Linked DNA regions of Mus musculus: regions 1 and 2 are each linked to region 3. The links are chromatin contacts, called in public HiCAR-type and promoter capture Hi-C maps. All regions are on one chromosome and are shown on one strand. Each heading gives the region's core, a stretch centred on a gene start, on an enhancer-like site or on the middle of the called end of the contact. The rest is flanking DNA. Distances are from core to core; before and after follow the strand shown. Region 1 overlaps Gm973 (predicted gene 973). Region 2 holds the start of Fam117b (family with sequence similarity 117, member B). Region 3 holds the start of Trak2 (trafficking protein, kinesin binding 2).

Region 1 (2,934 bases), core at 265-2,764, 660 kb before region 3:
CTCCTAATGTGACACTCATTAGTTCTGGGCTCTGCCTTCCTCCCAAGGACCACTTGTTCACTTGTTGAGTCTCACTGCTGTTCTTACACTGTTCACTTAACTGTTGTTTCCTGAAATACTCATCTACATTCTTGTATGGTCAACTCTGTGTTATTAAAATCTCACCCTTCATGACATTCTTTATGAGAGGCCTTGCTCTGGGCTACCAATCTAAAATAAGCTTCCTGTTGCAATTTAAAGTGTTTCTGCATAGCATTTTGTTGCTAGGTTAAAAAGCAGAACAGTTTCTTTTTCAGTACCTCTTCATCCTAAACCCTGGAGTGTAAATACCTAATTCTGAATTCCTAGAGTCTACAATTTGCATAATGGGTCTTGGTATTGGCCATAAGTCATTTATTGGTCCTTATCGAGATCTTGCTTCTCTTTCACTGGGGAGTTAAACCCAGCACAGAATGCAAATTCTACCACTCTGCTGCACACTAGACTTGGTATTTGTTTTTATTGTTTGTTTTGATCTGGGGTTCATTTTTATCTGTAAACCAGAAGATCAAGATAAATGATCTCTAAATTTCCATCAAGCTTCAATACAAACTCCATAAACCAAGACAGAATCCTGCGCTGTTTGTAGCTGGAGAATGGCTCTGTGTGTTTTAGTCTTTCTAGCCATGGTGTAGGGATTGAGAGAACTGCTTGCTTAAAGGCAGTGGTCAGCATTGGCACTGAGCCTTCAAGCCTCAGAACAAGCCCTGACAGCAGTTGTCCCCCTGTCCAAGTACCTGATTTGCTCCTGGGCTAGTTTTGTGGCTTCTTCCAGGGCTAGCTTTGCTGCTTCCTCTTCCTGTTTCCTCCTTTCCTCAGCCTCCTGCCTAGCTTTCTCTTCTGCTGCTAGTTTCTGCTGTTGGTACTCCAACCGTTCTTCTTCAGCCATTTCCATCAGGCGTTTCTGTTCTTCTGCTAACTGCATCTCCAGTTCCTTCTGCCTTTGCTTCTCTGCCTCTGCAGAACAGAAAGAGGTGGGCTCAGCTGGGCCATCACTAGAGCAGCTGATATTTCTGGTCTACCCTTTTAACCTGCTAGACCCTCTGTGGGTTTACTAATCCAAGTCTCCTGTCAAAGCACCAATGCACATTGAAAAACCTTAGGGAAGATTTTTCCAAAGTCTGTTGAGTTCACAGGATAATGTGCTGTTGTGTAGGGAGGAGTGTTAGATCAGCATCTACAGAGTGCTTACTTAACTAGACTCTAGAGGAAACACCAGGAGTTGATCGCAGCAGCAGCATCTGCTGAACCTTCTACCCTCATCCTGAAAAGTATGTTGGAAGATTATCTGATACACATCTGAAGGTGTGTCTGAGGCTCTCCAGGTATTTGTGATTGTCTCTACCTGCAAGAGGAAGGGAGCAGGTAGAGAAGTTTGAACTAACAAGGGCAATTATTGAAGCAGGAGTCCTCTCCTGTAATTGTTTCCATGTGACTCTCCTGTTCATATTCTATCCTTTCATTTCAACCCGCTGTAGCCAGACAATTATCATTCTGGAACAAAACTTAGCTTTTACATGGAGTTCTTTGTGCACTAAGGCCTAGGGTAGGAATAAAATTGCTTGAAGTGGGTTTAAAATAATTTTTGGTCCAAGGGAAGAGACATACAAAAAGCTCAGCATTTCTCTCACCAGCCCTCTCTGCCGCTTCCTGCTGCTTTTTTCTCTGTATTTCTTGCAGTTTCCTGCGGAGCTCCTCCTGCTGCTGCCTTGCTCTCTCCCGGGCTGCCTGCAACTGGAGCCTTCGTTTTTTCTCTGCTTCCTCCTGTTGCTGCCGTTCTTCCTCCAGTCTCTGCTTTCTCAGGCTGAGAACACAGAAGGTGTCAGAGGAATGGCAGAAAAATAGCCTAACCAACTGACAATTGACTTTATAGTCTTCAGTCCTCAGGAAGCGCCCCTTCAGAGTACAGGTTTTCTACAGTCTGGATTGAAGGGCAGAGATGTTAAGAGACTAGAAGAAACCTAGAAGTTTTCCCTCAGCACTGTTGCCCAGGTTTTAAGAGCCTTAAATTCTTTGCACTTTCTTTTCTATCTTCTTTTTTTTTTTTTAAGATTTATTTATTTATTATATGTAAGTACACTGTAGCTGTCTTCAGACACCCCAAAAGAGGGCATCAGATCTCATTATAGATGGTTGTGAGCCACCATGTGGTTGCTGGGATTTGAACTCTGGACCTTCGGAAGAGCAGTCGGTGCCATTTCACCAGCCTCCTTTCTTTTCTATTCTTTAAAAAAACATTTCCTAAAGTGTGGATTGTGAAATTCTTGCCTCTTGGGGTTGTAGATATAAAGTTAGCATAAAGACAGGTGAAAGGACCAGTACAAAAGAGGAGCTTGATAGACTGGGCCAAATCTTAAAACCTTTCTCGAGTTCCCTTTAAGCATCTATCTTGAGTAACCCACATGAGCAAGACAGTATCTTATTCTTATCTCTGGTCCAGGCTGTTCCTGTGATTTGGTGTCAGGTCATGAGCCTAGCCCTGAGCTGTGCCCTGGGGAAGGTTTGCCCTGCCTTGTGTCTGGCTGATGGCCCACCGGTTCTCCTCAGTGCGTCTTTGCTGCTCCAGCTCCAGCTCCTCCTTCATCTTCTCTGCTTTCTCCAGCTGCTCCTTATGGAGCCAAGTCAGCTCCTCCTGCTCCCTTCTCCTCTGCTCCACCTTCAGCCATCTCATCTCTGCCTTCTCTATTCGAATTCTGTCCCGAGAAGCCTTCTCCTGCTGCTTCTTATCCTGGAGGGCCTAAGAGACCAGAGTGTTATCAGTGTAAGGGACACAGACCCAGCTGCAGCCAGATAGGGTTTTTTTTCTAGTCAGAGAAAAGCTGATTCCACACTACCACCACAGTGGCATAAACTGCTTCTGCCTACCTGGCTATGGGATTGGACTGACCTACAATT
Region 2 (2,952 bases), core at 374-2,873, 940 kb before region 3:
CCTCTTAACATCTTTTAAAAGCATTTTGTAGCCTGGCAAAGTAGCATGCTTTTGACTCCAGCACTCAGAAGGCAGAGGCAGTTGGTGAGGCTAACCTATCTACATGGTGAGTTACAGACCAGATGAGGCTACAGGGAGCCTGTTTCAAAACGCAAACAAAAAATAAAAAATAAACATAAAAAACCAAAGCAAAACAAAATGGGCAGGCCTTTAATCCCAGCACTAGGAAGGCAGAGGCAGGCAGATCAAGGCCAGCCTGGTCTACACTGCAAGTTCCAGGTCAGCCAGCGGTAGTGAGAGTGTTGGGGGGGGGGGGGTGCGGGAAGCAAAGAATAAGTCTAAGAGAAATAAAACCAGTATCTCAGAAACACACTCAGACCCTCAGGCTAGCTATCTACCATTTACGTATATGTGTAAACACATACATAGACCTATGCACACACCCCAAAGCAATCTTGCTTAACTTCTCCCTTCTTGCTACTCATTAAGTCTTACGAAATGCAAAAACTGCTCCCAGCTTCACAACTCTTCAATGATCCAAATCCGCCTTTGCTGATGCATTCAGTCCTCCAGATCCGAAACTGTTTTGTGGAACAGAAACACTAAGCAGCACACAAGTGCTATTTGCAAGCATTAACCGCGTCACCAAAAGTGACAGGACCAGCCCCAGCAGTAGCGACGCAAGGCCAAACCCCAGGGTTTATGATTTCCACAAATTGAGCCCAGGCCCAAGGTTAGCGGCCGCACCTCCACGGCGGAGACCCGCACGGGCAAGACGCAGGGGTGGCGGACCGCACGCCCCGCCCCGCCCCGCCCCGCCCCACCGGAGCGCTGCAGTCCCCACTCGGCGGCACAGGACCCCTGTCCTCCACGTACCTGCTTTGCACACCGGGGCGCTGGGGCTCCTCTTCTCCGCCGAGGGTCGGCCCTGCTCTGGGGACCTCCTCCGGTGGCGGACGCGGGCGGAGGGTGGGGCCGCAATCACCTCGCTCGGCCACAGGTGGGTGGGCGACGAACTGGGCGACGACACGGTGCCCAGCAGGGGCGGTGGCGGCTGCGGGCGCGGAGGACTGCTTCGGGCCCCAGGCGCCGTGCCGCGCGTGGGGCTGGTACCGCGCGTGGACGTCACGGACGCTCCCGTCTGCGTGGCCACCGTGGGGCTGGTACGCGCCGCCGCGCTGCCGCCGCCGCCGCGCGTGGGGCTGGTGCTGCGTGAGGCGGTGCGCGGGCCGCCACTGCCGCCGCCGCCCGAGGGGCCTGAGGCGCCTCCGTTGCCTCCGTTGTTGCCGCCGCCGCCGCCGCCCCGCGTGGGGCTGCCATGTTGCTGCTGCTGCTTCAGCTGGAACGGCACCGTCGCCCTCATGGGCTGCAGGCGGCTCCCAGGGCCCCCGGGCGGGCCGACCGCGCCACCCGCGAGGGCGCCGGCGGGCGTGGGAGACCCATTGCGCCTCACCCGCTGGGACATGGTCCCCCCGCCCCAGAGACGGCGGCCGGGGGTGCTGGGCGGCGGGGACCGGCTGCTCGGGGCCCGAGGGAAGGCCTGAGCCAGCGGGTGACGTAGCCTGACTTCAGGACCAGGGGGCGCGCGGGCAGCGACGGGCACCGACGAGGTGATGCAGCCGCCGCCGCGGCTCCTCATCAACAATAGTGTCTCCTCCGTTGTCCCCGCCCCCTGCCGCCGCTCATTGGTGTAGCGTCAGCGCGCTCGAGCCACTCGGCCTCGCTGATTGGCTGCGCGCATCTCGGCTCCCGAGGCTGCTTCTGCTCTTTAAAGAGAAAGAGGCCCGCCCCCGAGGGGTCGGGCGGCGGAGGAAACCGGCCGTGGCAGGAGGAGGGGTGCGGAGGGAACGCTTGTGGCTTGTGTAGAGGGATGCGGGGGTGGGGGGTGAGGGGGGGTTGCGTGCGTGTGCGGACGTGTGTGCGTGCGTGTGTGTGTGTGTACACGTGCGTGTACGTGTAGGCGCGCGCCCGGCCACGCGCGTCCCTGTTTCCCGCTGGAGGGAGCCCCTGGGACTCCGGGAATTTGGCCAAAGGGACGGACTGTACGGGACCACGGTGTCCCCGGGGATGGTCTGAACCGACTCTTTCCCTCTGAAACTCATTTCCTTACAGCAGTGGTGTCTGTAAGTTAACACGTACGCACATCTCTTTGGAGACTCCCCTCACCCCCGCCCCCCAATCTTTTTGTTCTGCCCTAATTCCATCTACCTATGAGCAGGGCTCTAAAATAAAAGAACTTTAATTCTAGGGTATTTTATATCTTTCTTCTCTTTTCTTTTTGGCGCTACAAAGATTCAAATATCAGAACGATTATATTTGCAGGTTAGAATGCAACTTTAGATGGTATCTGTGAAGTTCAGTTATCGAGTAGTGTTGCTACTAGCCCCCACCCTTATAGATCTCAAGTAATAAAGAATTTATTTAATCAGTTACTTTACAGTTCCCTTATACCTTAGAAAGATGCAAGTTTATAAAGTGCTGTGGCCTCCACTTGCTCCTCTCTATTTGAGACAGAACTGGGTGCACCACCCATATTTATTTATTTATTTATTTATTTATTTATTTATTTATTACATTTATGTATCTGGTTTGTGAATAAGCATGTGCATGCATGTAGAGGTCAAAGGACAGCCTGTTCTTTTCTAACATGTCTGTGCAGGGAATCAGACTCATGCATCAGACTGAGCCGTTTCATTGGCCCACCATTCATAGTTTAGTCTGGTGGAGAAAATAAGTCTCCATGGCTTTCATAAGAACTCTCTGAAAGGCAAGAAATTCTAAAGTAATCATAATACGCGGGTTCCTCTTCAATTAAAAAGTCGACATGCAGACTGCACGTGGCATCCTTAATCCCTTTATGGCTTTAATAGCTATACATTCTAAAAAGATCCCTTAACCAAGGCGTGGTGGTTCTGGTAACAGGTTCTAGGCCTCAAGCCCTATTGGGTTCCT
Region 3 (2,805 bases), core at 86-2,585:
ATATATATATATATATATATATATTTAAGAAACCTGTATTCCTAAACATAATGATGAGTACTTCAGTGTAGTCCCTTGCAATTGTACCTAAAAAGCTAACCACAATAAAGCTTTATAAATAATCTAATTTGTTGCATAATATAGAAGTCATACCCAGGCCTTTCATTTGAAAGGTTAACACTTTAAATGGACACCAGAGGGGCTATGTATTTACAAGACTTGGGTTTTGCGTTAATCGAGGTATTCAATGGTCTACTGTTACAGGAAATGCCGACAAAAACAAAAAACCTACCAATACTCTTTGTTAGGCTTCAAAATTACAGTAATTCTCAAGGTGATCTTGAAATCTCATAAAACCTTAACAAAGATCATAGCGAAGCACACAGCTTAATCCAATTTTCCAAACTTAGTATCATGACTCATGGTTTCAACAAATATTTACGGAGTGCCAAGCACTGTGCTATGCAGGTGCTGTCACAAATCATGATCAAGTTTGGAGGAAAGGTATTTGACATAACAAACCCACGAGGGGAAAACAAGACATCAAATGTAAACACTGAAGACAAAACGAAGCCTGGACATTTAATTTGGAAAAAGGTCCCTTCGACGTCTCTGAGCAGACAGGTCTGGGGCCAGAGTGTCTTCAGCTTGGGAAGTCGCCAGGCCTGTGTGCGCTACCAAAGGTAAGAGCTGGGGGAGCGGGGCGGCGGTAGCTGGGTTCCTGCACCTGGCACCGCTGCTGGGCACCCGGGAGCCCCGGCCCCCCCGTGCGCTGGCACAGAGACAGAGAGCGGGAGCCGGCGTCCCGCAGACTCCAGCGGCTGCTCGGCCGGCCGTGTCAACTCCGGTAAGGAGCGGAGGCGAGGACTGGCCTTGTAGCCTTCCGCTGTGCACCTACCGACCTGCGTTCCCTGTCGCTCCCCGGGTCCCCACACCATCCCGTGCTGGCCTGCCTCCCCTCATTACCTAGGCGGTGACCAAGGCCAGCGACTCTCCAGACAGCGGGCGCTGAGGGGAGGCGACACGCGCGAGCCCCGGGACCTGCCTCGCGAAGGGGCGAGGCGAAAACACTAGGCCGGCTTCCAGGGTGAGCCTCAAGGCACAGAAGTGCAGCACGGCCTGGAGAAGGCCGGTCGGCCTGGACTTCTGCCCTAGCCCGGGGCAACCGGCCGGGACGGGATTCGCCCCACCCCAGCGGGGTCGGGGCCCGCCGCTCCGCCCCACCGCGCCTCCAGCTTCTAGCTCTGGAGTGAGGAGGCGGGGCCCTCGAGCTGTAGGCGGGACGGAAAGCAAACTACAGTTCCCAGAAGGCTTTGCGCTAGGGCCGCAAAGCCTGTTGGGAGAGTGGGTCTCCTTTTTAGCTTCCCTAGCTGGGTGGGGGCTGCCATTGAACCGGCGTCACTGCAGCTCCAAGGTCGCCCGGTGATGATGTGAGAGCGCCTGCCAGTTCCTGCCACGCCCGGGGGGGTTAGCTCGGTGGCGGCGGCGGCTGCTTCAGATGCTGCTCTCAGGCTGCCGCGCATTAGGGGCTTCTTCCTGAGCGAGTGTGGGCGGAAGAGCGAGGACGCCGGGCCATTCCCGTGAGTAAGCTCCCGCGTGCGATTCGAACTTGCCCTTGTCAACTTCTCTCAAAGGCAGAGAAGCCTTCCTGTCCCGCGTCCCTCTGGTCCCCAGAGGTCACTCACGGAAGGATTCCGCCCCGAGATGGGAAAGGGATGTTTCCCAAGTGTGGGTGCAAACTGATGGGAACTGGGCGGTAGCCTCCGGGATTCACCCTATCTGCACCTCTGAAGATTGGCAGCTTCCCATCCTTTGCCAGACAGAGTCCATCTGGAGCTCTGTCGTTTTAGGATGAGTGGCTTTAGTGTCTGGACGTTAAACCTTAAGCTCTCGGTGGCCATCTGTGATGCAAATGGGAGGAAAGGACACTAGAAAGAGCTCTTTCTTTATTGGGCTTTTATTTGTAATTGATTTGGAACCAAACGCCACATGTCTTTTTAAAAGAAATAAGGAAGACAGACAGACAGAAAGACTTTTGGTTGAAGCAAAAAGAATGAATATTGGCAGTTGTGTTTTCCAGTGCCAGCACTTCTGAGTCCCAGACACTTTTTTTTTTTTTTAAATCACAATTATGGCAGTGAAGTCAATTACCTGCTTATGCATCTTTTTCTGCATCAGGAAAGATGGTAATATTTCGCTGGAAATTCACTTAGCTTATGTAAGGACCACTGAACAAAATGAGCTAGACTCAGAGTTCTTGCTCTACCTTAGTAAAAATGTTTGTGACCTTTCAAATCTTTGCTGTCCTGTTAAAAGTCTGAGCTACAGTGAGCTCCAAATAGCATATTAATGGTGGTGACACTTGAAAACGAATTGTGAAGGACATTTGGTGGTGGGAAAGGGCAAAATTAAAGGCACTTTATCATCTCGGCCACTCTCCAGCTTTCTATTTTTAAAATTAGGTAGTATCTGGCAAGCCTCAGATGTTTAACCAGCACATACATACCTATGTGAAAGACAGTGCTCTTACCCATACCCATTTTTACTGATGTGATGATGTACACGGTTCACCTAACCACGCACATTGCTCACTAGTTGCACTGGAGACTTTCTGTATCAAGTCGAGATTTACACCCATACCTGCTTTGCCTCAAAGTTATGAACCAGGTTAAAAGAATGGTTAAGAAGAATTTTCATAGTTTGCTAGTACTCGCTCCATCATTCCTTGACTATGAATGCATCCGTAACTCCCACTTTAGCCCTCTGAACAAATTGTACACTCTTGTCTGCTAGTCTCATCCCTCA

The links. Promoter capture Hi-C pulls out the DNA fragments that hold promoters and counts their contacts. HiCAR-type assays count read pairs that join an accessible place to other places.
Region 1: a contact with region 3 is called in a promoter capture Hi-C map of cranial neural crest. The contact joins the enhancer-like site here to the promoter of Trak2 in region 3. A contact is called at or near these places in 4 of 39 promoter capture datasets (cranial neural crest, frontonasal cranial neural crest, hippocampal neurons and 1 more), 1 of 15 datasets of contacts at CTCF or cohesin (large pre-B cells), 5 of 115 datasets of contacts at active chromatin or transcription factors (astrocytes, embryonic stem cells, large pre-B cells and 1 more) and 2 of 9 other capture datasets (liver and macrophages).
Region 2: a HiCAR-type map of astrocytes shows a contact between it and region 3, with 2.7 times the contacts expected there. The contact joins the promoter of Fam117b here to the promoter of Trak2 in region 3. A contact is called at or near these places in 1 of 39 promoter capture datasets (liver) and 1 of 115 datasets of contacts at active chromatin or transcription factors (astrocytes).

What each region holds. Positions count from the first base shown.
Region 1 is chr1:59,632,056-59,634,989 of GRCm38.p6, reverse strand. It overlaps Gm973 (predicted gene 973), which reads right to left. Exons shown (of 19, transcript NM_001357842.1): 16 at 2,574-2,776; 17 at 1,671-1,843; 18 at 777-996. Among named protein-coding and RNA genes, the nearest start is that of Gm33833, 14 kb to the right of the region's middle. Within about 2 kb of position 1,514, at least 22 of the 459 cell types and tissues checked have an H3K27ac peak or open chromatin away from gene starts, as enhancers often do.
Region 2 is chr1:59,911,677-59,914,628 of GRCm38.p6, reverse strand. Fam117b (family with sequence similarity 117, member B) reads right to left here and starts at 1,623. Exons shown (of 8, transcript NM_001037725.3): 1 at 877-1,623. The coding sequence starts at 1,465.
Region 3 is chr1:58,972,012-58,974,816 of GRCm38.p6, reverse strand. It overlaps Trak2 (trafficking protein, kinesin binding 2), which reads left to right and starts at 1,335. Exons shown (of 16, transcript NM_172406.3): 1 at 1,335-1,580. Stradb (STE20-related kinase adaptor beta) reads right to left here and starts at 1,295. Exons shown (of 12, transcript NM_172656.6): 1 at 967-1,295.